Linked DNA regions of Mus musculus: all the other regions are linked to region 2. A link is a contact called in public Hi-C and promoter capture Hi-C data. All regions are on one chromosome and are shown on one strand. Each heading gives the region's core, a stretch centred on a gene start, on an enhancer-like site or on the middle of the called end of the contact. The rest is flanking DNA. Distances are from core to core; before and after follow the strand shown. Region 1 has its middle 20 kb from the start of Pgrmc2. Region 2 overlaps Jade1 (jade family PHD finger 1). Region 3 has its middle 5.0 kb from the start of Gm22043.

Evidence for each region. Promoter capture Hi-C pulls out the DNA fragments that hold promoters and counts their contacts. A called contact is a pair of places that touch in the nucleus more often than the background predicts.
Region 1: a Hi-C map of liver shows a contact between it and region 2, with 1.8 times the contacts expected there. The contact joins two enhancer-like sites. A contact is called at or near these places in 5 of 39 promoter capture datasets (cranial neural crest, hematopoietic stem and progenitor cells, hippocampal neurons and 2 more), 11 of 484 Hi-C or Micro-C datasets (the AML12 cell line, Sertoli cells, cardiomyocytes and 7 more), 4 of 115 datasets of contacts at active chromatin or transcription factors (bone marrow-derived macrophages, epiblast stem cells, extraembryonic endoderm stem cells and 1 more) and 1 of 9 other capture datasets (adipose tissue).
Region 3: a contact with region 2 is called in a promoter capture Hi-C map of liver, with 2.3 times the contacts expected there. The contact joins two enhancer-like sites. A contact is called at or near these places in 2 of 39 promoter capture datasets (both in liver), 1 of 484 Hi-C or Micro-C datasets (liver), 3 of 115 datasets of contacts at active chromatin or transcription factors (embryonic forebrain, large pre-B cells and neural tube) and 2 of 9 other capture datasets (adipose tissue and pancreatic islet).

What each region holds. Positions count from the first base shown.
Region 1 is chr3:41,060,995-41,064,097 of GRCm38.p6, forward strand. No RefSeq gene overlaps it. Among named protein-coding and RNA genes, the nearest start is that of Pgrmc2, 20 kb to the right of the region's middle. Within about 2 kb of position 1,382, at least 8 of the 459 cell types and tissues checked have an H3K27ac peak or open chromatin away from gene starts, as enhancers often do. A contact at or near this core is called in liver, where this site is marked.
Region 2 is chr3:41,578,799-41,582,035 of GRCm38.p6, forward strand. It overlaps Jade1 (jade family PHD finger 1), which reads left to right. Exons shown (of 11, transcript NM_001130184.1): 2 at 2,397-2,474. The coding sequence starts at 2,423. Among named protein-coding and RNA genes, the nearest start is that of Jade1, 25 kb to the left of the region's middle. Within about 2 kb of position 1,548, at least 110 of the 459 cell types and tissues checked have an H3K27ac peak or open chromatin away from gene starts, as enhancers often do. A contact at or near this core is called in liver, where this site is marked.
Region 3 is chr3:40,986,019-40,989,361 of GRCm38.p6, forward strand. It overlaps a transcript of Larp1b not described here. Among named protein-coding and RNA genes, the nearest start is that of Gm22043, 5.0 kb to the right of the region's middle. Within about 2 kb of position 1,578, at least 2 of the 459 cell types and tissues checked have an H3K27ac peak or open chromatin away from gene starts, as enhancers often do. A contact at or near this core is called in liver, where this site is marked.

The sequences.
Region 1 (3,103 bases), core at 132-2,631, 520 kb before region 2:
GCTTAGTTTAGGCATATTTATTGTATGCATAGTGCACACAGGTGAGAGGACTGGGCTACTGAATACACTATGACAGGAGGGAGTGTTGTGCTTATCTCCAGACCAAATTGGGTCCCAGGGAACAACTGTCTACTAGGCTTGCCTACCTCCAAAGGGCATCAGCGAAAGAACTCCGGATGTATGCCTGCTTTTATTGGAAGAGTACAGGCATATTGGCAAATGTAGCATCCCAGAGCTGAGATGTACTTCAGAGTTCAGAAACTGAAGCCCATGTGGTCCTAGCGGATCAAGTATTGACCTAAGCCAAGAAGAGATGTTACCTGTCTTGGCTAGGATTTCCATTGCTGTAATGAAACACTATAACCTTGGCAAGTTGGGGAGGAGGAGAGGGCTTACTCAGCTTACACTTACATATCGCTGTTCACCACTGAAGGAAAGTGAGGACAAGAACTCAAGCCAGGGTAGGAACCTGGGGGCAGGAGCAGATGCAGAGGCCATGGATTGTCCTGCTTACTGGCTTGTTCTGAATGGCTGCTCAGCCTCCTTTCTTAAGACCTAAGCCCACCAGCCCAGGGGTGACCCCACCCACAATAGGCTGGACCCTCCCTTATCAATCACTAGTTAAGAAAATGCTCTACAGTCTTGCCTACAGCCTGATCGTATGGAGGCATTTTTTCCTAATCCTCTCAGGTGACTATAGTTTGTCAGGTTGATGTGACTCTAGCTAGCACATTATCTAATAACAAAAATCCAGCAAAAACTTTTAAAAGAGATACTAATAATAAGTGTTCCTATATGTGGGCACAGGGGGTAAGGGAAGAGGGAAAAGAGAAAGAGGGAAAAGAGAAAGAAAATAAGTCTATGTATGTAAAGCCTTGGCTTACTGTTGTGAGTTATGAAATCTGTAGAGCTGGCTGACTAGACATGCAGGTAGGAGGTGATGCTGCAATTCTGAGTCCAAAATCTACAAATTTCACCAGGAAACCCCCAAACAGGCTGGCTCTGTGCTGAACTGTTCTGAAGGTCTTAGGTGGATTTGACAGTAGTTTGACCACATGAAACAGGTGATGTTGTTAAATCTGCTGACTCCACATGGTAATGTCTACAAATAGCTTTCACAACATCTGTTCAACCAAACAACTATGCATCGCAGCCTAGTCAAACCAACCTACAAAATGAGCCACCCAGAGCACATCTCAGTGAACTAGATTTTGTCTGTTCAAGAGACTGTTATCTGTATTTGATTTTGTGACTTCTTTTTTTAAATTTATGACTGACAAAGTATTCCCTGGTTTTAGAGTCAGTTCAGTCCTTCTAATCACTCCTTTTGCTCAACAAAGCTGGGCTGTGAAGTCAAAAGATCAGCTGAGACAAAGCAAGTCTAAGGGTCAACAGGAGATGCCACACTCGAGCTGTCACATGATCTCCTCACAATCTCATCTCCCAGTCCCAATTCTGGTATCTCAACTAGATTCACCATTACGCTATTTCAGGAAACCACAACTATGACTTTTCAGATGTCAAATAAATTATAAGAGTGTGTGTGTGTGTGTGTGTGTGTGTGTGTGTGTGTGTGTGAGAGAGAGAGAGAGAGAGAGAGAACATGCTTGTGTGCCAGAGGATATGAGTTTGTGTGTGCCAGAGGACATTTTTCCCCCGAGTTTCTTTTCCTTTTATTGTGATAAAATACTCAAGACAAAAGCACCCTAATGGAGAAATGATTTATTTTGGCCGACAACTCAAGAGTACAGTCCCATCACGGAGGGGAAGAATAGGTGGCAAGAGTTTGAAGCAGCTGATCACACAACCACAATCAGACAACTAGCTGTGAATACACTGCTGCTCAGTCCACCTTCCTTCCACTTTCTATAGACCCGGATCTCTCTGCCCAGGGGATGGTCCCACCGAGTCCAGATGAGTCATTCACAGCAAATGTACCCAAGACAGTGTGCCACACATGTGAACAGGAGCATGTCTCTAGTTGACAATACTTATCACAGGGGTTGTCCCTCAAGTCCCATCCACTGTTTTAGTCAGGGCCTCTCACTGGTCTGGAACTTCTTCAGTAGGCTAGAGCAGAAGGCTAGAGCAGAAGGCTCAGACTTAGGCCTTCCAAGCACTTTGCCATTCCAGCACTGAGAATATTAGCACAGAAACTGCTTGCTGAACTTACTATCTAATGCTATTACCAGGCACCACTGGGTACCATCAGGTGACCCAGGGGGAAGGCAGAGGCTGTTTTTTTCATATTGGGACTATCAGTTTAACTACCAAAAGACGTTCGGATTGTTACTTTATATCACCTAAAGATACTGAAAGGCTCGAGATGAAACTCCCTCACTGGGAAGCTGCACACTCGCTCCAGGGCCTAGGCACTTTCCATGCTTCCACAACACTCCTTAAGAACGTTCTTATGTGAGACATGACTTAACTCCTCTAACTCTTGGGCAAAGATCTGCCCCCTGCCACCCTCCTTACTCCCCCACCCCCATCCCCCGCCAGTTTCCATGTACTTTTATCACACTTTAGTTTGTTCTTTAGATTGTGGTTTTAAAATTCTGTGTGTATGTGTAACTGTGCACACATAAGCAGGTCCCCTGGAGCTGGAGTTCTAGGCAGTTGTGATCCATCCCGCATGGGTGCTAGCAGCCATCCCCTGCCAGGAGCAGAGCATCAGGGAACCATCTCTCCATCTTGACGAGCAAACTCAAGTGTTTCTTACCTTGTTTCCCAAGGTCTCACTGGTATCATCTAGGCCCTGTAAGGAGTGCTTGCCTCTGTGTTGACTGGTGGCTGGCCACAATAGGAAGAAATGACTTCCCTGGAGCAAAGCAAGGTTAAGTTATCCTGGTCACCTGGACACTGCTGGAGTGTATCGGCCTGCTGCCAGTTGTCACTTATACAGCTTCCTGCTAGATCTTAAGACCTTCATGGTCCACTCTTGGCTTCATAAACAATCTCTTGAGCTTTTCTCTTCCCTACCCTTCTCTTCTTGTAGCAACACATTCTTAATTGCAAACCCACTAGGCAGAACTAAGACTGGTTGGGCTGCACCTCCTTGTTGCCTGGTTTACACGGCTTACTTTCTCCATTCTCAAACTCT
Region 2 (3,237 bases), core at 298-2,797:
CATTACAAGCGGAAGAGGGTCACAGGTGTGTGTCAGTCGTGGACGTTATGGACGTAAGTGGTCAGAGTGTAGACTGCTTGTTAGATGGACCAGAGTTACAGGTGAGAGTCCTTTCTGGGAAGAATGAATGGGTGGATCTTAGGACTGTGGCTGCCCATTCTGTGAATGAAGCTGTAGCTCACAGGGTGTCTATCTGAAGGGGGCTTTTGATTCCGTGTGGACGCCTGGTAATTACAGGGCATTCCTTTACTGCATGTGTGGCTGTGCATGTGTGCCTTAGGAGACAGGGTCTCTCACTGACTGGTCTGGGCCTTACTGGTTAGGTTAGTCTGGTCTACCTTCCAGGGAGTCCTATGGGTCCTTCTGCCTCTACCTGCTTTCTGGGAACCCTGCCTTTTTATGTGGGCTGTGGGTGTGGACATCAGGTCCTCACACGAGGTTACAAGCACTTTACCAACCAAACCATCTCTACAGTCAGTCTCCTTCCAGTGATCTTAGAAAATCAGTTGGTAAACAAAAAAGCCCACAAACTTTTTAATTGAGTGAGTTTCTCTGGAGGAACATATAAAATATTGCACTTAAAGTCCAGGAGCCTGAATTCCTGAATGAATCCTGTGGGTCTGTTCCAAAAGGGGAAACTTACTATCCGTTGTCAACGATTCAGGAACAGAGGTATATAAACATCAGTGTGTGTGTGTGTGTGTGTGTGTGTGTGTGTGTGTGTGGTTTGTGTCACATTAAAAGAGTGAGAAGCACCCCAGCAGCATTAGATATGGAGTTAGTAAACTGTTGTATTTTTGAAAGGTCTATTTTTAATTATGTGTCTGGGTTGGTATGAGCACGGGAATGTCAGTACCACAGAGGCTGGACAGAGTTACAGAACATAGTGGGGGGTGCGGGGGGGGGCGCGCAGTGGGTTCAGGTAGCTGAGCTCTGGTGCTGTGCAAGAGCTACCTTACCACAGCGCTTCTCTCTAGCCCCTCGTGCTGCTCTTTAAAAAGGGCAGTACATTGTGAGAGGACCTCGACAAGAGGAGGGGTTAGGTTTGAGGGAAGAGGACCTTGAAGTATGTATGAGATTAATGGTAATTGAGGATTGGGGATGAATAAGAGCTGTTTTTGTGGGGCACCTAAGTGGAAATTTCCTTTACAAAAGGTAAACTTATGATCAGGCAGGAAGAAGGCAACTCAAAATAACCTTTAGGCCCAAGTGGCATGTTTTGTTCCTCTATGGTCTGGTGTTTTCTGCCTCTTTTGACTTCCCTTTTGCAGGTCTGTCCGGAGTGGAACTTTGGGGTTTTAATTACTCCCTTGCTTTACTGCAGTGGCTCTCCACACTGCCCCTCTGTGCAAAACAGACCTCATTACGTTTGTGGTGATTCCCAGCAAGGAGCCTTGGTTGGATGGGGCGGTGAAGCGCTGCCATTCTCCTGCCCTGAAAAGCTCTCCCTTTTCTTTGGGAGTCATTGACCTGGCAGGAAGGTTGTGGTCCCACAGACGTCAAGGCAATCAATAATTTTAGTGTAGAGAAGCTTTTGTGACTTGTTGGAACACTGTTGATATAGTTCTGTCCAAGTTCTTCTGTAACTGTCTGTGTAGTCTTGGCCCACTGTTCTGTTTCATGAAGGCAGTGGTTTTCTGAACTGAGGTGAGCTGAAGGACTGGCCAGGTAGGCTAGGCTGTTGTACCACTGATTATTAATTAGTTCATACTTGTCCTGAAAGGATTTGGGTAATAAGGAGTGGGGTTTCCCCGACTAGTACGACCTTGGATGGGTTGCTGTAAGGAGCAAAGGAAGGGGTCCGGATCGGGGTTCCTGAAGCCTGTGGTTCCTCTGAGGGGTTGGGGAAGGCAGATGAAGATGGGTGTCTTCCCATCACCCCACTGGTTCATTCTAGAGCTGCAGCTTGTTGCATAGCTCATTTTGGCAAAATTTGGGGCTCATTTTAGCAGGCCTTGCCAAGGAAGCCTGATCATGCCAGTGCAGCATTGTAAACACAGCAGTAGGCACAGCCCCATCCCTGCCCCCCAACAAGCACAGAGCATGGATCTGTCTGAGGGAGCTCACTGCTGGAGGATTGTTTTCTGTAGTGCTGGCTGCCGGGGCTGACGAGACTCCTGGAGTAGTTGTAGTGGTGTCTGGGAACTGGAGGGAAGGGTGGCACCTGGGAGACCTGCCCACATGTGACTTTACCACTCACCCCCCCCCCACTCTTAACCTGCTCTGTTAATGATTTCAGCTAATTATGTGCCTTTGGTCTTTTCACTGTTTGCAATTCAAATGCTACTTGAGGCCCGTGTTTGCTTTTGTTTGCAGCATCCTGGCTGCCATCTGAAGCACAAGTTGATGATCGCGTGTTCCCATCTTGGGTTAAGTGCTGTCTCATTGCTTTGCAGGCTGCCTGCTGTCTCCCGGGGAGATCATGAAACGAGGTCGCCTTCCCAGCAGCAGTGAGGATTCTGACGACAATGGCAGTAAGTCCTGCTTTGTTGTTCTTGGAGCCTACCGGGGCTTGGGTCAGTGTGAAAACATGATTTTATAGTATAATGCTCTAAATAGTCGAGGCCCTTTGCATATCAGGCAGGTCAGAGAAAGGCAAGGCCTGGAGAAAGACATCTGAGTGTGCTACTGCAGGGCTGGAAGCAGATCTTTCCCGGTAAGGTTGACTGCAGGCAGGCCTTCTGCAGGCTTCCTGTGTGTTATCCAGGGAGAAGAATTTAGTTCCAAGAGCCACTGGTGTGTCTGTTTTCATTAAACAGCATTTATGGTACCTCGCATTGCTCTCTATGAAGAGGAGACTTAATCAAAGCCAGGTAATGATTAACTGGCTGAGCCTGCCGGGGCTCCGAGGGCAGAATGAAGGGCTGCCCAGCGTGACGTGAGGGTACCAAGTCCAGGCACATGAGTCCCTAACCTTTCCTGCTGTCACAGGATGGAGTGATACCGCCACTGTCTGCAGCTCAGCTTTCTGGCAACCTCAGATTTTCAGTGTAGCTGAGAACCAGGAGTTCGTTGGCTTCCAGGCAGTCAAAATAAATGTCACACAGTGTCTGTTGAGGAGCTAACAGACTGTTGAGAGAGGCGCTCCCTTCAGACGGTACCTAGCTCAGTGCCTGCAACTGCAGCCTGTTAGCTTAGGTTTGACATTGCACATTAAACTCTGGAAGCCTGGAAAGGAAGCTTGCTGTACTGTGAGGTGGGAAAGCGACCTGGCCTGCTTTCTAGGCACGTTGCCTC
Region 3 (3,343 bases), core at 328-2,827, 590 kb before region 2:
CAGATACACAACTTACTATAAAATGTTGTTACTTTAGCTGAATAACTACTTGGTGCAATTAAAAGTCTGAAAACAAGTAAAATTGTGGGCTTATGTGGGCGTGAGTAACTTGTCCTGTGATGGGTGCAGTGGTTTTATAGAGTGCTTATTATTATAGAATGGGGAAAGCGGATGAAGGATGGGCCACATCCACCATCTCTTACAGTTATGTGAACTTACAGTTACTGCAAAATTAGCTCATTAAAGTTTAGAATAAGTGCTGCTTGGATGCTCAAATGCGGAAGGTAAGCTCTCAAGGAAAGGTAATCAAAAATACGTGGCTGAACTGTGGGAAGAAAAAATGCTGGAATTTTAAAGGCTTATAAACCAGGTTCTTTATCCTGGAGACCAGAGGTACAGAGAGGAAGCTGGAATTTCAAAGACTGCATTTGTCTAGGTCAGCAAACACTTTTTGTTTTAATGGGGGGAGGGGTGTACTCTGTGTCTGGTGGATGCCAGAAGCACAGCTGATGACCCACGGGGCTCTAAGGGCCCTACATATTCTAAAGTATCACCAAGTCCAAAGTCAACAGTGCTGATTGAAGAAACCGTAATAAGCAAGGCAAAACCTTTAATCCCAGCAAAGGCAGGCGGTTCTCTGTGTGTTCGAGGACAGCCAGGGCTACACAGAGAAACCTTGTCTTGAAAAAAATAAAATAATAAAAAAATAAAAAGGAAGGAAAGAAAAGAATTTTTTTTCTTTTTTCCTTTTCCCTTTTCTCTTTTCTCTTTTCTTTTTGGTTTTTCGAGACAGGGTTTCTCTGTATAGCCCTGGCTGTTCTGGAACTCACTTTGTAGACCAGGCTGGCCTTGAATTCCAGAGTGCTGGGATTAGAGGCATGCGCCACTATGCCCGCCCACCCCCCCCCCCCTCTCTCTCTTTATTCTAATACTAAAGATACAAATCAGGGTTCAAGTATACTAGGCAAGTGCTCTACCACTGAACTACATCCCAGCCCCTGAAACAGTTAGACATGGTGTATTTAGATGCTGTCAGAAAAGCACCACACTCCAAAGTATGTACTTCAAAGGCTAAAGCACCTTTGGGGAAAAAAAAAAATCAGGTCATCTCTGATCTCTTACAACCTTCCTGGGTAGTTGTGGGGGATTGTGTTTCTTTACTAAGGCATGAAAACATTACAATATCTTATTTTGATATCCCCTTCCGTATCTAAAATGCCTACATTTCGAAGGCTATTTTTCCAGTAGCACGTGAGATTATAATTCATCTTAAAACTGATAATTTCTATGATAAGGAGTGTCAGAGAACAACTTTAGTCATCAGTTTAGGGATCAAATTCAAGTCCTAGGGCTTGCTAGTAAGTGGTATTTCCTACTGAACCATCTCTCCAGCTCTGTTCTATCAGTTTTGTTTGTGTGTTGAAGTCCTCTCTTTCAGAATATTTGTTGCCCCTCAATAATTATGACTATTGATTTGTGATTCTTACCAGCATTAGTTAAGTTGTAGACTTTGTCTTGTGGATATGAATACAGCCTGCTGAGCGTTGGGCCATTTTCATGAATGTCAGGTACAGCCCATACCCTTGACTGAGTTTCTACAGATTTGGACTTCTGTCCCACACCTTGGCAGAGAACAGACATCTGACTCTGGATCTCAGCCATTACAAAAACAAGTCGTGTTTTTCTCTGATAGGTACAGTTCGTTTCTGTTCTTTACTGATGAGATTATAGTTTATCCTTCTACCCCTGCTTGACTACATGTTCCTAAATAAAGGGAAGGAAGCTGCTTTGCAGTTGGTTTCCAAAATGCTTCTCTTTGAATGCTGCCTGCTGTCCGTTCCCGTTTTTGTGCTTTCCATTTGAAAGCTTTCTAGGATCATAGTGAGAGCAGTGTCTTCTGTCTTCTTTGCTATAATACTGGCTGGTTGCTGGTTCTTGTGTCATCAGTATAATCTCGTGAACTTTGTGCTTTCTAGAAACTCATAGTTCTTGACCTCATTTATTCATTGTTAAGTGAACTTTAAACATTATTTATACATTGTACATTATTATTGAACATAAACATGTAGTTATGTCATTTTCAACCCAAAATAAAAATCTATTGAAAACAAATTTTAATGAGTAGAGGGCATGGGTATGGAGATCAAAAGAAAATATGAGGAAGGAAGTCAGTTCTCTACTGTGTGGGTCCTGGGGATTGAACCCAAATCATCAGACTTGGAGGCAAGTGCCTTTAGCTGCTGAGCCTTCCTTTTAGCTCAATACAAAATCATTCCCTACAAGTTGAAAGGTTGGTGTTTGATTATTTAGGCTCCCCCTGTCCCATATACCCTACATATAGTCTTAAAAAATATATTCAGGATTGCCTCTCCTCTCTCCTCTCCTCTCCTCTCCTCTCCTCTCCCTCTCCTCCCCTCTCCTCCCCTCTCCCCTCTCCCCTCCCCCCCTCTCTCTCCTGTATGTGTGCACCACATACTTGCAGTGTCTGCAGAGGCCAGAAAAGGTTATTGACTCCCCTGGCACTGAGTTAGATTTGGTTTGAGCTACTAAGTAGGTACTAGGAGTTGAACCAGAAGAGCTGGTCTTCTTCCAGCGGACCTAGGCTAGGGAGATGGCTCTGTTGATAAAGGGTTTGCCTTGTTATCATTAGAGCCTGAATTTGGATCTCCAGTACCATATAAAACTTTAGGAATGGCATTGTGTGCCTGTAACCCTTGTTCTGGACAGATGGAGATAGGAGGATCAGTCTAGCCAGAACTTCAACCTCCAGGTGCAATGCAAGACTCCATCTCCAAAAATAAAGTGGAGGGGCTGGAGCGATGGCTCAGCAATTAAAATCACTGTCTACACTTCCTGAGGCACCCACATAGCTGCTCACATTTTCAAGTCCAGTTCCATGGTCTATGATGCCCTCTTCTGACCTCTACAGGCACTGCCCATTTGTAGCACAAACATATAAAAGCAGGGAAAAGTACCCATATACATAAAAATAAATAAAAGGAGCAACCCTGAAAAATCTGTTTGAATTCAACAACTAGTAATAAATAAGGTGGAGGACAATTTCTGACCAAAACACGCACATGTATACAAACATGTATATACACACAGTATATTCTGCATCTTATAAAGTATATTCACACATAGACAGTTTTTCTAGGGCAGTACCCGGCTCACCTTGTCACCTTGTCAACTAATGACAACAAATCGACATGACTAAGAATTCTGAAAGAAAGGGATTACTTTGTTTTAGGCATATGAGGCTGAAAGGTAAAGTTGGGTCAGAGAGTGGCATGTGACAGCAAAGCAGAAGTGTTTGGTGTGCTCAGATTTAGGCCAGACTAGA